Regions from separate parts of the Sus scrofa genome. Here region 2 is linked to region 1. Evidence: chromatin contacts called from public HiChIP or PLAC-seq data. All regions are on one chromosome and are shown on one strand. Each heading gives the region's core, a stretch centred on a gene start, on an enhancer-like site or on the middle of the called end of the contact. The rest is flanking DNA. Distances are from core to core; before and after follow the strand shown.

The links. HiChIP or PLAC-seq counts read pairs in DNA pulled down with a chosen protein or histone mark.
Region 2: a contact with region 1 is called in an H3K27ac HiChIP or PLAC-seq map of alveolar macrophages. The contact joins two enhancer-like sites. A contact is called at or near these places in 2 of 2 datasets of contacts at active chromatin or transcription factors (alveolar macrophages and skeletal muscle).

What each region holds. Positions count from the first base shown.
Region 1 is chr17:49,475,163-49,479,639 of Sscrofa11.1, reverse strand. No RefSeq gene overlaps it. Among named protein-coding and RNA genes, the nearest start is that of NCOA3, 51 kb to the left of the region's middle. Within about 2 kb of position 2,734, at least 24 of the 83 cell types and tissues checked have an H3K27ac peak or open chromatin away from gene starts, as enhancers often do. A contact at or near this core is called in alveolar macrophages, where this site is marked.
Region 2 is chr17:49,623,684-49,627,794 of Sscrofa11.1, reverse strand. All of the region lies in intron 2 of NCOA3 (nuclear receptor coactivator 3), which reads right to left. Among named protein-coding and RNA genes, the nearest start is that of NCOA3, 97 kb to the right of the region's middle. Within about 2 kb of position 2,329, at least 18 of the 83 cell types and tissues checked have an H3K27ac peak or open chromatin away from gene starts, as enhancers often do. A contact at or near this core is called in alveolar macrophages, where this site is marked.

The sequences.
Region 1 (4,477 bases), core at 1,485-3,984:
GGGAACCTCCATATGCTTCAGGTGCAGCCCTAAAAAGACAAATAAATAAAGTTTTATTGGAACACAGCCACATTCATTTTTTTATATATTACGTCAGACTGCTTTTGAGCTTCAGCAGCACCAGAGACCTCTTGGTGTGCAAAGCCTAGAATATTTACTACCTAGCCCTTTACAGAATTTGTGGACTCCGAGTGTAGATGTTCTATAGTTGTTCAAACATGACCTGACAACGAACACTTAGTGTATTTCCAACCTTGTGTGATTACGAATAACCCTGCAGTGCACAACCTGCCTTTGCGTGATTTTCCATGCACGCATTTCTCACATGTAGCATACATCCTAGAAGTGGAATTACTGGGTCAAAAGGCACGTGCATTTGTAATTTTGATAGAAATTGTCAAATTACCTCCAAAGAGATTGCATCCACTTACATATGCTCCCACAAGCAATAAATGAAAGCAATAAATTTCCCAATGCACTTGCCAACTTAGCATGTTATCAGACTTTTTGATCTTTATCAAACTGGCAGGTTAAAAATGGCAAGTCAGTGTAATTTTCATTTTCATTTCTCTCATTGTGAGCGTGAGTTTCCTAGGACCGCAAAGACAAATTACCACAAACTTAGTGGCTTTAAACAACAGGCATGTATTCTTGCACAGTTTTGAAGTCTAGAAGACCAAAATTAAGGTGTGGGCAGGGCTGTACTTCCTTCACAGACCCTAGGGAAGAATCCTTCCTTGCTGCTTCTAGCTTCTGGTTGGTGCTGCTGGCAATCCTTATTCCTTGGCTCATAGATCTTTTTTTTTTTTTTTTTTTTTGACTGCATCCACACCATGCGGAAATTCCCAGGCCAGGGAATGGACCCTTAACCCACTGAGCCATAAGGGAACTCCGCATCATTCCAATTTTTGCCACTGTCTTCGCATGTGTGTCTAGCCTTTATGTCCAAATTTCTCCCTTCCTATAAAACACACTGTCATATACAGTCACACTGGATTTAAGGCCCATCCTAATCTAGTGTGACCTCCTTTTAACTTGATGACACTTACAATAGACCCTATTTCCAAATAAGGTCACATTCACAGGTTCTGGGTGGATATGATTTCTTTTTCTTTTTTCTTTTTCTTTTTTGGCCACTTCGGCAACATATGGAAGTTCCCGGGCCAAGAATCGGATCCAAGCCATAGCTTCGAACAAAACCACAGCTCACGGCAACACCAGATCCCTAACCCACTGAGTGAGGCCAGGGATCAAACCCACATCTTCATAGGTACCAGTCAGGTTCTTAACCTGCTGAACCAAAGCGGGAACTCCCTGGATATGAATTTTTGAGGGACACTGTGCAACCCGGTCAGATTTGGAAGCTTCTCATGTTTTACACTGCAAATGAACCATATTTATCAGACTCGTCGCTATTTAGATACCATAGGCTCCTCTGACCATTAGAAGCTTTGAGTCCCCAAGTCTACTTTCTTTCCTAGCCCAACACACAACTCAAATAAAATTAAAATGGCAGCTCCAGCAGATTTGATTCCAAGCCTAAGTTTGGACACCCAGAAAGGACTGAACCAATTATTCCACAAACTGAATCGAACTGTGAGGGAAAGACGTTTCCTTCTAAAACAGTAAGAGCTAACATTATTATTTATTATAATCATACTATTATTGTGAAATATTTAGGAATGTTTACTAAGAGCCAGGCACTTTTCTAAGTCTTTTGCACGTACTAATTTCGCTAACCTGAGTTCCCATCGTGGCTCAGCAGAAACGAATCTGACTAGGATCCAGAGGATGCAGGTTGGATCCTTGGCTCGCTCAGTGGGTTAGGAATCCGGCGTTGCCATGAGCTGTGGTGTAGGTTGCAGATGTGGCTCGGATCCTGAGTTGCTCTGGCTGTGGTGGAGGCCAGCAGCGGTAGCTCTGATTCGACCCGTAGCCTGGGAACCTCCGTATGCCTCAGGTGCAGCCCTAAAAAGATGATAGATAGGTAGATAGATAGATAGATAGATAGATAGATAGATAGATAGATAGATAGATAGATAGTAGACAGACAGACAGACAGATAGAATAAAATAAAATAAAATTAGCTAAACCTTTAAAGATTAACTGAGGCACAAGGGTTTCCAACTAGGAAGAGGCAGAAGTAGGATCTGGACTCAAGTGATGTGGCTCCAAACCACTCTAAGTTTCTTTTTTTTCTTTTTTTGCCACATCTGTGGCATGTGGGGGGACAGGGATTGAGCCTCGGCCACAGCAGAGCAGAGACCTGAGCCGCAGTAATGACAACACTGGACCCTTAAGCCACTAGGCCACCAGGGAATTCTGGAAACTCCAGATTTTAACATATGAGACACAAATACATTATACCACTAGGCCCATGACTTCAGACAAGTTCTCCCTGTACAGGACATCTAGGCTGGTTATCATCCTGACCTTCTATTTCTTTCCTCTTCTTCCTTTTTTTTTTTTTTTTTTTTTTTTTTCTATGCTCCACTTCCTCAACACTCTTCCTTTACCCCAAGTTGCTATTTCAGATCAGGAAGATTACAAAGCCATAAATAACTGTTCTGTGAATTATTCCACAGGAAGTTCAATCTGATCAGAGCCTGCCTGCCAGGGGTAAAGCACAAACAAACCAATACAAAACCCGAGTCAGGGTTTCTGAGTAGGAAGATGTCCATTCCAATTCTCACTGCATTCCTTCCACAGAGCCTGGCCCGAAAGCAGCTGAACTGCTGAGCAACTCCCCTGCTTTTTGCATACCCTCCATGGGGTGGGGAGTGGAACACTTCAAGGATCAGAAGCTGAAGGAAGTACTTACTAGTTACAAGAGTTTCCAGTTTCAGTTTCCAGTTGTGATGCTTAAAAACATCACAAATCTATAATTATATTTTTCTTTAAAGATACAATGAATCACGACACATGGATATATTTGCAGCATTTATACATGTTCCTAGATTGAACCTGGTTGACCAGCTTTTAGACAAAGACCATCCAGTTTTTTGTTTGTTTGTTTTTTGTTTTTTAGGGCTGCACTCTGGGCATAGGGAGAGGTTCCCAGGCTAGGGGTAGAATCAGAGCCACAGCTGCTGGCCTACACCGCAGCCACAGCAACGCAGGATCCAAGCGGCCTCTGCAGCCTACACCACAGCTCATTAACCCACTTAACCCACTGAGTGAGGCCAGGGATCCAACCTGTAACCACGTGGTTCCTCGTCACATTTGTTTTCACTGCGCCACAATGGGAACTCCTGACTATCCAATGTTTTATGTTCAATTATTTTTTGAGCACCTACTATATCCTGGGAGGAAGGAAGGAGAATTGGCAGAGAAAAAGAGAGATCTTTCCTTCTTGTTGTAATAAATGTATTCAATTGAAGGAATGTGCTCCAAGTTGGATCTATAGCTCCTGGAAATCAAATGCAGTCATGGAGGCAACAAAAGCTCTGCCTGTAACCAGCTGTGTGACTTTGAGGAAGTTACTTAACTTCTCTGCGCCTGAGAGTCCTCATCAGTAAGTGGGCAAAATAATATCTCAAAATTCCCTGATGGTTCAGCGGGTTAAAGATTCAGTGTTGTCACTACTGTGGCTCGGGTCACCACTGTGGTTCAGATTCAGTCCCTGGCCTGGGAACTTCCACGTGCCTTGGACTCGGCCAAAATAATAATAATACCTCTTTAATAGATATATGAAATTGTAAATGAAAAATGTCACCTGCTATATCAGTAAACAAAGGATGTTGAGGCCATTAAGCCAGCAGCCACTGCGCCACTCCCAAGGGTGCACCCTGAGGGGATTCAAGATGGAAAAAAGCAGGAGAGTGGCCCTGGATAGGTCAGGTGCATATCAAAGGAATGATTTCCTGGGCCCAGACTCTTGCATCTTCCCATACAAAGAAAAGCGCTAAATTCATTAACTTGAGCCATCTGGCTTTCTTTAACAGTAATCTTTTGGGAGTTCCCATGGTGGCTCAGTAGTCAGCAAATCCGACTAGGAACCATGAGATGAGGTTGCAGGTTTGATCCCTGGCCTTGCTCAGTGGGTTAAGGATCCAGCATTGCTGTGAGTTGTAGTGTGGGTCGCAGACATGGCTCGGATCCCAAGTTGCTATGGCTGTGGTGCAGGCCGGCAGCTACAGCCCAATTAAACCCCTAGCCTGGGAAACACTGTGTGCCGTGGGTGTGGCCCTAGAAAAGGCAAAAAAAAAAAAAGAGTAATCTTTTGACGTTCTGGATTTTACAGCAAAATTCCTATATATCCTGGAGCAGTCCCTCAGCGCTGAGAGCTTCATCCCAGCTTAAGTCCTCAGTTTTGTCTACTCAGTAAAACACAATTCTTAGCCTTTAGGTTGTGCAATTTTTTTAGTGGGCAATTAGCAATATATCATATACTATATAAATATTATGGTATAGGTAAAATACATACTAATATAAGATAGTATATATTTAACAACATGTGATCTATAAATATATATTA
Region 2 (4,111 bases), core at 1,080-3,579, 150 kb before region 1:
CTTGAATACTAAAATACTCCTAGTCATCTTTCAAGATCAAACTCAGCTATAACCTCTGGTGAAACCACTCCCAACTCTCCCAATCAGTAAGTTTCCCCTGCTTTATCCTTATGTGCTTTTCTATTTTTATGACATTTTACACAGTACACTCTATTCTTGCTCACTTTTCTACATTATAGGCTCTAAACCATTATAAATCTTGTTAGAGACTATTTTATTACAAATTCCTTCCTCTCTTTTACTACTACACCATTCCCCTTGTTCCTTTTTCCAATTCTAGTTGTTTCCCCTTTCCACACAATTAACTGTACTTCTTTTTTGGCTGGGGAGGGGGGCACACCCGCAGCATGGACAAGTTCCCCGGGCCAGGGACTGAACCCGCCACACAGCAGCGACCAAGACGCTGCAGTCACAACCCGGGATCCTTAACCTGCTGTGCGATGAGGGAACTCCCCATTAGCTATACTTCTGACCAACTCTACGATATTTGCAAAATACAGAGAAGGTGCAGGGGCAAGGAAAGGGATGACACACCTAAAAACCTTGTAGAAGTTTTGCTTCTTTCTAACATGTCATTTTTCACTTTGATATTCCCATACCAAAAAATACGGTGGCTTTAAGATCAAAATCAAACTCAGGAGTTTGAACACTTCATATGATTTACTATAATACAATAAAAAGACAGTGGGGCTTTGTTAGAATCAAACTTGAGAAGTGAATCCCCATTTCACTAAAAGGTAAACATTTATCTCCTACAAAAAGCTTGTCATCTGTAAATTTATTTGAAGTATAGTAAAAACCAGGGATAATTACATGTCACAACTTCTTATGTTTATTATGAGAATGAAAAGCAATACAAAGTAAGCAACTGGTGTAGGGAATAAAGGTGATCCCTCTGAGGCACACGATACCAAGAACAAAGATGTTCAGCAACACCAATTTTCTGCTCCCGTTTGAAAAGCAAGTAGTTACAAATATCACATACGGCAACAGATTTTAAAGATTCAGACAAATAAATGAGCCAGAACTATTCAGGCTATCCTCAACTTACAAATAGTTGACTAGAATTCAAAACATTCTCCCAGTGAAATAGTGACATGAGTGGCAGGTAGTAGCTAACGTGAGGCCATGAAAATAGGATCAAACTATCTCCATAGAAGTCTGTGTCTTAAGATACCCAGGTATAATCAGAGAATAAGTAGGTACCTTTTAGAAGATTCTGAAGAGGTTATCCAAGTACCTTCAAAGGACTACGTAAAAGCACACAGTGCTGGTTCTTTTTCATGGTCTCTCTTTATTTCGAGTTCGTGGTTTCATTTTTCTTTGATAGATATAAATGTCTCTATATCAAAAGTATTATTTATACTTAAGAATGTCTGTTGGCACATAATGAAAATATGAGCAGTAAAGAAAAAAAAGAGGAGAGAGAGTGTTTAGACCCCTTGAGGTAAGCAATAAAGCTCTGGACTAAGATAAGCGGTCAGAGTTAGAAGGGTGTGTGCACAGAAATAAAATCTGATATAACTTTAATTAATAAGCAAAGAAGATATAAAGGAGAGATGATCACAGCCTGTGCCCTATTCTCCCCTAATCCATTCTTTCTGACTCAGAGAAGATACTTTAAGAAATGTTGGAGTTCCCGTCGTGGCGCAGTGGTTAACGAATCCGACTAGGAACCATGAGGCTGTGGGTTCGGTCCCTGCCCTTGCTCAGTGGGTTAACGATCTGGTGTTGCCGTGAGCTGTGGTGTAGGTGGCAGACGAGGCTCGGATCCTGCGTTGCTGTGGCTCTGGCGTAGGCCGGTGGCTACAGCTCCGATTCAACCCCTAGCCTGGGAACCTCCATATGCCGCGGGAGCGGCCCAAGAAATAGCAACAATAACAACAACAACAACAACAACAACAAAAGACAAAAAAAAAAAAAAAGAAATGTTAAAACTTAAGAGCTCAAACTACTGCCTTTGGAATGGATAAGCAATGAGATCTTGCTATATAGCACTGGGAACTATATCTAGTCACTTATGATGGAGCATGATAATGTGAGAAAAAAGAATGTATGTATGTATGTGTGACTGGGTCACCTTGCTATACAGGAGAAAACTGACAGCACACTGTAAACCAGCTATAATGGAAAAAATAAAAATCATTATAAAATAAAAAAATAAATGAAATAAAACTTAAGAGCTGATATCATTAGCCACATGGTAATTCAATGGCTGAGAATAGCAAAGATGCTATAGGAAGTAGCACTAATCAAGCAGTGCATGATACATGCAATAGTCACCATGGGTCAACTACAAGACAGATATTCCTAATATGGAGTGCCTGCGCAGTTAAAAACAAAAAAACAAACCTTGAACAAGACACTTCCTCCTACAGTACTCAAGCTGGCCCTGCCCACCAATATCAAAAACATAAAGAAGCTACCCTGCAACAGTAACATCTCAAAAACTAACAATGTGGAAATGTGAAGCTGATAAAACACTTCAAATTAATTTTAGAAAGAAAAGGTATTGAAGGTAGAAAGAGAGAATAAGATATACCAAGGGAAAAGCATATCTTAGCTGGATTCCCTTCCCTAAAAGCAAAGAGGTGGGAGCAGATGATCTCTAAGTCTAGCAACACGACATGGCTGGCCTGACTCATGAGACTTCCTGGATGGGTCACCATCTAGACTACACGTTAGTCTGTGCTCAGTCCTTGCTGCTTCCAGTGCCTTTTTTCTTTTTCTGACCTCACAGCTTATTACTCTTCAGTGATTATAATTCCATCCTAGCCTAAATAACCTTAAATTCAAAAGAAGCTTTTTGAAAAATAATGCTTCTATATCCCCAAAAGTTGTATGTCTGATGAAAGATATATACTCTTCAAATCAATCTCCAAAAGGCACTACTGATTTCATGGACGACAATAATACAAATAACAAATGAGAGCAGGTACAGCAAAGTCCATGAAGAAAGTAAGAATGCACTCCTAAGATCATTTACCTGTCAAGGTTGTGTAGCACTGGTAGCAATGTCAAATATCAAAATCCAAACTAACTACAACTGCCTCCTTAGTCCCCTCCAAAACAGAGCTGCTATGCTACACGGAGCGAAAACTCTGTGCCTCTAGGTCAAGACTGTTCAAGGGAAGAAGTCTGCCGCAAGCAAGAATATAAACTACTGAGGAATCGGATGAAAAGATCCCTCAATCTAAATAAGACGTAGCTTGGTTTTGTTTTTTTTTTTTTTTGTTCAAAGGTCAGTTTGATGACTCATGACTTTAAAGAGCTTCTCTGTGTACTTCATAAAACCTGCCTATGCCTGTGGAGTAAATGAAGCTGGGAGCACCTCATTACCGTTAGAGAACATTTGAGGCAAAAAAAATAATTATGAACTCTTATAAAACCATTCATACAACTAAACTGGCTCAAATCAAAACCCACTTCGCCAAGTGTATTAAGAATGGTCAATAAGTACTAGGGGTGTAATATACAATATGACTATAACCCTGCTGCATGATAAAAAGGAAAGTTGTTAAAAGAGTAAATCCTTCAATTAAAAAAAAACTTTTAAGGCAAAAAAGTCAATCCTAAGAGTTCTCATCACAAGGAGGAAACTTTTTCTTCTTTCCTTTTTACTGTATTTGTATGAAATGACATGTTAGCTGAACCTGTTGTGGCAATCATTTTACAATATATGTAAAAGCATCACGGCACACCCCTTAAATTTATTCAGTGAAGTATTTCCATTATTTTTCAATAAAACTGAGGAGGTGGGAGGTTTTGGTTGTTTCCTTTTTTTTTTTTTTTTTCCAGTGGTCACTCTTCAACAGCCTGGGTGTTTTCCACACAAAGGAGATCATATTCCCTACGCCAGTGTGCTTAGGCAGAACTGTTGATTAAAACAGACAAGTTTTGGGTTTTTTTCCCCTTCAACAAGCTGATGACCCAGTGCTAGGGATCAACAAAACTAATACATGCAGAATCACAAATGTATCTTGTGCTATAAAAAGTCTCTACTGAAAATAACGGCTCATCCGTAATTTATTTATTTATTTTTTTGTCTTTTTGCTATTTCTTGGGCCGCTCCCGCGGCATATGGAGGTTCCCAGGCTAGGGGTAGAATCGG